2 separate regions of the Sus scrofa genome follow, and region 1 is linked to region 2. Evidence: chromatin contacts called from public Hi-C data. All regions are on one chromosome and are shown on one strand. Each heading gives the region's core, a stretch centred on a gene start, on an enhancer-like site or on the middle of the called end of the contact. The rest is flanking DNA. Distances are from core to core; before and after follow the strand shown. Region 1 holds the start of PADI6 (protein-arginine deiminase type-6). Region 2 holds the start of PADI2 (protein-arginine deiminase type-2).

Region 1 (3,464 bases), core at 482-2,981, 210 kb before region 2:
ACAGGTGCCCCCTTAGGGTGACAGCTTGCCCAGAAGGACGGGCACAGACTTGGGCTCAGAGCCCCAATCTGCGTCACACTAGTTATGCTATGAGGTGTAGAGGTCTGTGTGTCCTCCCGTGTAAAGGGAGGTAGAACCAGCCTCTTGAAACCTGACTCTCGCGATACCCGATACCCGATCCTCGGTGTCAAACATGTGGCAGCTCCATTAAAAGCCCCACACCTGGGAGACCAGCCTCAGCCAAAGAGCCCATAGGAGTTCAGCCGTGGAGACCTTTTAAGTTAGGCTTCCAAAGCAGGCAATGCGGAAGCTGGTGTCATGGTCACAACACACACAAACGAGACAGACATCCTTGAGCTCGAATCCCTGTGCCGCGGATGACTGGCCTGGGTAGGGCATGTCCCTTCTTCAGTGCCTTAGTTTCTTGGTCTGTAAAATGGGCCCACTTCCCAGGTTTATTGCAAGCACAGAGTAAGGTCAGACGTGCCAAACATTTGGCAGGGACGTTTTCACGGACTCAGGGCCCAGGAAACGCCACCTGTCAGGAGGGAGACTAATACTCCAGGGACTGTATTAGCTCCTTCTCCTCAACGTCCCCCAAGACTCACCTTGTCCCCGTTGACATCGGAGCTCGGGGATGTCATCTTCACCAGCACATCCATGGGATGTGACAGGGGCCACTGGGTCAGGGCAGCCTCCTGCGTGACCTTCCCAGACGCAACGTTGTAGATATCAACCAGGACCCCCGGAGAGCTAGCGATGGTGAAGGACTCGCACTTCTGTGGGGCACACCTGGTTTGCCCAACAAGACAGAATTTAGGGCACAAGAGCCTTACCACTCAGCCTAGTGCAGCAGGCACGGTGGGGGACGGTCCCTACCCACCATCCTCGCAGGCGCGGAGGCACCCTAACTTAGGGTCAGGGCAAGTTTTTGGGTCCTAACACAACTTCATCTTTCCTCTTACCACGCCCCCCTCCAAGGACCCCCGGGTCTTCCCTCCGACAAGCTCCAGCTCAGACCCCATCATCTCACTGATGTTCTAGAAGTTACCAAGATACAGCTTATTTATAAAGGCCAACTCCCGAGGAGGGGAGAGCCATTTGTCTGAGCCGCAAGGGACCCCAGTAGAGGAAAACATGGCTGGGGTTTGGGAGGTCTGTGCTGTGACCTGGGAGGGAAGCTGGCCTTGCGAGCGAGTCACCTCCCCACGGAGGCTCCAACTTAATCCTCACGGCTGCCTCGAGAGCTGGCCTTGACCTCGCCCTGTTTTACAGGTGAGGGGACCCAGAGGGAGCGAGGCCCTCGCTTCTAAGGCCCCATAGCCCCCCAAAGGGCAGAAGCAGGATTTAGGTCCAAATCTGGCAGCAGCATCAGGACTGTGAGGCCCCTAAACACCCAAATTAGGCTCCCCGTGATGAGCTGGGAAGAAGGGGCAGAGAAGGGAGGTAACCCCCAATGCCTGCTTCACCTAGGGACAGCCCCCGGCAGGAAGCCAGGCCACCAACATCCCCCTAGCCCCGGCCGCATCTCCTCACCCACTGAGATCTAAGCAGATTTCCATTCCCAACATGCAAGTGGAATGGACAGGGCTGTCCAGGGACAGATGGATGATGCTCTGAAACGACATGGCCAGGCCCTCTGGACGGACCGCCCCCAGGCCTGCGCACCAAGCCTTGCTTGGCACAGCAGCCTCAGATAACCCCAGGACGCCCCCTCGCCCTCCCCTCTTATGGGCTCAGGGCCTCTCCAGCCCGCCCCCTCATTAAGGAGGCTTCAGCAGCAGCCCAGGCGTAACTGATTTTCGGGAGAAGGAGGAGGAACAGCTGGGTCAGAGCTCGTGCACCACTAATTTATTAAGCAGCTCGTGCCTACGGACTCAAGGAGGCTGAGGCTGGCTGCCTAGGTCTCTGGCCCTCTGGGAGTGAGAGGGTCCCTTGTGGACACTGTGGGGGACCACCTGACCCCCCTTCAGGATGGAGGCCCTTATTCCCCAGCTGCTGAGCGTGTTGGCTTCTAGCTTCTGACAGCGAGCTCCTCTCCTGGAATCATCCACCGCTGATTCCCAAGGCGACAGCAGATACGTCCAATATGGGGCGACAAATGGCAGTCTGCTTGTCTTAAATCAGGACAATGCAGAGGGCCCAACCCAGCCCCAGAGCATCCCAAGGCATTACCCCCAAATTTTGTGATCACCGCATCCCAGTTCATCACCTCCCACTGCCTGCCTCTCCCCTCAACTCCCTCCCAGGTGTGGTTCCTAAGAGCACCTCCCACCATCCCACCCCTACCCCCACCCCCCATCCAAATTTCCATCTTAGAATCAGTTTCCGGGAAACAAGCCATAAAAGCCACCAAATAATCTCCATGCACAAGTTCGAAAGTTGCACAAAAGAACCCCCCCAACTTGCTTTTATTAAGGTAAATCTGCCCCCACAAAAAGGGAATGATAAGGGTGACTTTTTATATGTCCTTCTGGTCCCAAGACTATGGCCAGAGGGATATGAAGGTCACCAAGGAGAATTTGGAGGTTGCCAAGGACTTGTTTTAAAACGGTTTCAAGTCTGATCGAGAACTCGGACACGTGGAAACAAAGAAGATAATATGAATGTTTAAAACCATGTTTTCAGGGGGAAAGATGATCATTAGGTGATGCAGGACCGTGGTAATCATATTGCAGCCTAGAAATGTATCAGTTGTACACGTTCGTACAGCTTAAACGTACACAACGTATGTGTCAATTACATCTCATTAAAGTAAGCGTTAAGTCTTGCCTCTTTCCTGACTGGGTGGAATGCAGGTGCTTGGAAAGGGGATGCTTGGCTTCTTCCCCTTCTACCTGCCCGGCTGGCAAATGGTGGTTCCTAACCTGTAGGAGGTTAGCTTAATAGCCCCCGAAAGATATCAGGTCCTAATCCCTGGAACCTGCGGGCAGAGTCTTCGTGGTTGTGACTAAGTTGGCACATGTGACTAAGAGTGTTTGAGCTGGGAGATTATCCTGAATTATCCTGGCCCTAAATGCCATCACAAGGTGTCTTTATTTATTTTTTTCTTTTTAGGGCCACCCCTGTGGCATATCAAAGTTCCTGGGCTAGCGGTCGAATGGGAGCCCCACCTGCAACTCTACGACACAGCTTTGTGGCAACGCTGGAGAGTTAACCCACTGAGCAAGGCCAGGGATTGAACCTGCATCCTCAGGGAGACCAGTCATGTTCTTCACCCACTGTGCCACAATAGGAACTCCACAGGTGTCTGTAGAAGAGAGGCAGAGGGAGATGCGACATACACATGAGACGGCAGTGTGACCACACAGGCCCAGATTAGAGTACTGCAGCCACCAGCCGAGGCCTGCCAGCGGCCACCAGCAGCTGGAAGAGGCAAAAAGCATATTCTCCCTCAGGGCCTCACAGAGGGACGCAGCCCTGAGGGTCCCTTGATTTCAGCCCAATGAAACGGCTTTTTGACT
Region 2 (3,484 bases), core at 693-3,192:
CCAGTAGGTGAAATGAGGGTGCTGTGCCCTAGGATCCCTGGAAAGGTGGGGACCCTGGCAAAAGCCCCCTATCTTCACATCGTAAGAGCTCAAAAATAATACCAAATAGAAAAGAAAATGAAAAAGAGGACGTTCCGTTGTGGCTCAGCGGCTTAAGGATCCTGGCGTTGCGACAGCAGCAGTACAGTTCAGTCCCTGACCCAGAGAACGTCTACATGCTGCGGGCACAACTAAAAAAAAATTTTTTCTTTTTACTTTTTAGGACTGTACCTGCGGCATATGGAGGTTCCCAGGCTAGAGTCAAATTGCAGCTGCAGCTGCCAGCCTACACCATAGCCACAGCAAGGCCAGACCCCAGCCACATCTGTGACCTACACCAGTTTGCAGCAATACAGGATCCTTAACTCACTGATCAAGGCCCCGCCTCCGATTCTTAACCCACTGACCCACAACAGAAACTCCCAAAATTTTGTTTTAAATATGAAAAAAAATGTGTATTTATGTCTAACTGAATCACTTTGCCATACAGCTGAAATTAACACAACATGGTAAATCAACTATACCTCAGTAAGATAAATTGTAAAAGAAATGTAATTCCAGTCGAGGTATGCCCAGACAAGAACCCACTTCAGGGGCCTGGAAATCAGCTCTGAGCAGCACAGGTTTTTTGCTTCTTTGGCAGGTGGCCGCCCAGCATCCTGATTGGATGGTGCACTCAGCCGTCCCGGCGTCCATCAAACGTTACCAGCGTCTCCCTGGGTCTTCCCCTTTCCCCACCCACATTCCTCTGGGTCCCAGCTCCCCGGGAGCAGCTGGGCTCTTGTCCATCTCCTAATTTGGGCCGCCTCGAGGAGGCCACTGGGGTCAGAGCCTGGGTGCGCCTCAGCGCCAGGCAATTGTGAGACTCGACCCTCTTATTCAGATGCACCAGGGCGCCCATCCCCCCGCCCCAACACTCCGGCCTGCCACGCCCTTCTCATAACCTCTGCGCTCTCATGCCTCTCTTGCCCCTTGTACCAAGGACCACTCCATCATATATGAATTATCTGAACAGGCCCCCGCTTGGCTTCAGAGCTGGAAGGGTCTGGGAGGGGGCGGGGGCGGCTTCAGGCCCCCATTGCATGTTCTTCTGCCCCCCCTTGGCCTCCACAGGACACAGGGCGACCTCTGCAGTGGCCCCCGCCTCTGCCCAGTGGCCCAGGCCAGAATGGTACCCCCTCACGGTCCTTCCACTGGAACATCAATATTTCAGTCCACGAACACAGGTAGATCAATTCCTTCTCTCCAGGGCTCTCTGCAGCCCCAGCAGGAGGCTTCACCCACCCTCCCCAGGGGCGCCTCCACCCAGGCAGCCAGAATGGCCTCCTTCACTTCCAGCCCTGACCACTCCTCGCTGAGGAAGCCGTGCCAAGGCTCTCATCGCCCACCTACCGAAGCCCTGGCTTGCATTCTGGCGCCGCAGGCTGCAGAGTTCCCCGCCCCCGCCCCCTCCCCATTTTCCCTCTAATTCTGATCTGATTGTTGAGTTGAGTGGGTGTCAGGCGGTATCTGGCTTCCTGGTTTGGTCAGCTTCCTCTCCTCCCTTCCACTTACTTTGCAAACGCCTTCTTTAAGAAGGCTCAGGTCCCGGAGCCTGGGCTGATTTAGGGCACCCTCTGGTCTGGGCTCCCTCCACCTCCTTCCTGTCCCCGCCCCGAAGCCAGCTCCACATTTGCATTACCTGCCCGGTAGGGCTGGGGTCGCCCGGAAGGGAGACTGGCCCTGCGTCCTGGCACCGGGCAGTTGGGGGCCCACGGAAAGTGTGTGGAATGAAAGAATGAGTAAATCAACCATGAAAAAGAGGGACCTTGCAACTGCTGACTTCACCCAGACCACGAGGGAGCGGAAAGAGTTGGGGGCGTGGTCACGCTTGACGGACAGGCCCACGGCCCATTGCAAGGGAGGCCGACGGGCCGCCCCGCCAGCCGACGGGCCGCCCCGCCCACCGGCGGCAGGATAAAGGCGGAGCCCGGCGCCGGGCGACTGCGGACAGCTGGTGAGGGTTCACCTGCCGCAGGTGCTCCGGGCGGACGGGGACGAACGAGGACCCACCCAGGGCTGTGCTCTGCCAGGAAGATGCTGCGCGAGCGGACCGTGCGGCTGCAGTACGGGAGCCGCGTTGAGGCGGTGTACGTGCTGGGCACGCACCTCTGGACCGATGTCTACAGGTGAGCTGGGCCACCGCGCTGGCCCGAGACCCCCTCCAACTCCGGGCTCGGCCCAAAATCTAAGCCCCAGAAATCCCGAGACCCTCCCCGGACTTGGAGACGCGGGCAGCCTTCCTCCAGCCCGAGTCATCCCTCGCCCCCGAGGCCCCCGCGCCCAGAAATCTTAAGAACCTCCCGCAGAAACTTGGGAACCCCCAAACCTTGTGTCAACCTCCGCGAGAAATCTAGAGACCTTCCCAGATGCCCTGACACGGCCCCAACCCCCTTTGCTACTCCTTTCCCAGACCCCGCCCCTCACCTCGGGCTTCCCCCCACTGGACCCTCCCCAGTCCCTCTCCCAGGACAACCTCAGCACCTTCCAACTTCCTAGTCATCCTCCCCTCTTTCCCTCCCCGCTCCCCCCACCCCACACGTCCCTTATGCCCCCTCCCTTCTCCTCAGACCCTACTGACTCACCACCCACCTCAACTCAGCGCCTTGCCCCACTCCCAGATCAGCTGAGCCTCCTGCAGGATTTGCTGGAGGCTGAGACTGGGCCAGAGGGGAGCTGCCCAGTGGTGGAATCTGGCTCTAGGGGTTGCCTAAGCTCCAGTTTCACCCTGTGGGGGCTGCTGGTGATTGCCTGTCCCCAGGCACTGGCCATAAGCTCCATGTCCCCAAATGCCTTCCCTTGACTTCACCCTGGGGTCAGGGAGGGACTTTGTTCCCGCAAACCGAGGTGGTGCAGTTGGGATCTTTGTCAGAGGAGAGCTCCTGATTCAGGACCCTGTTGCCACCGGCCCTTTGCTCCTGTCCATGAACTTTGGTGGGGTGCAGGATTTCTGAGACAGTAGGACATGGGGTGAGGGAATTGAAGTCAGGGCCTACCTCCAGCCCCCAGCCCCGCCCCCGGGAAGCAGCCAAGTCCAAGGAGCCATCTCCCTGCGATGCTTGGGGCAGGCCTTGCAAAGTGCGGCTGGTGTGAATGCAGGGCCGAGGGTCTTGGACGGGATCCTGCAGAACCTCTATTCCAAGCATTTGAAATGTTCCCCATTGCTAGCGTGGGAGGGGTCAGTGGTGAGAGGAGGGAGCATGCTGGGCTCAGGGCTGGGACCCCATGCTGATACCCTGGGGCATGTCCCTTAGCCTCTCTGTGCCTTGGGCTAAGCTGGAGGTGCCGAAGTGGCCTATTGCTCCCACATCATTCTGTCATCCGGAGCACCCTGCCTCTCCCAGGCCCCCACCAAACCCCATCCCTGGGTCTTTCCACACACCCTCCCCAGCCCATGCTCTCTGTC

What was found. A called contact is a pair of places that touch in the nucleus more often than the background predicts.
Region 1: a Hi-C map of epiblast stem cells shows a contact between it and region 2, with 2.3 times the contacts expected there. The contact joins the promoter of PADI6 here to the promoter of PADI2 in region 2. A contact is called at or near these places in 13 of 47 Hi-C or Micro-C datasets (adipose tissue, blood, brain and 8 more).

Annotation. Positions count from the first base shown.
Region 1 is chr6:75,968,122-75,971,585 of Sscrofa11.1, reverse strand. It overlaps PADI6 (protein-arginine deiminase type-6), which reads right to left and starts at 1,731. Exons shown (of 16, transcript XM_013999025.2): 1 at 1,537-1,731; 2 at 609-792. The coding sequence starts at 1,628.
Region 2 is chr6:75,754,435-75,757,918 of Sscrofa11.1, reverse strand. It overlaps PADI2 (protein-arginine deiminase type-2), which reads left to right and starts at 1,942. Exons shown (of 16, transcript XM_003356166.4): 1 at 1,942-2,207. The coding sequence starts at 2,116.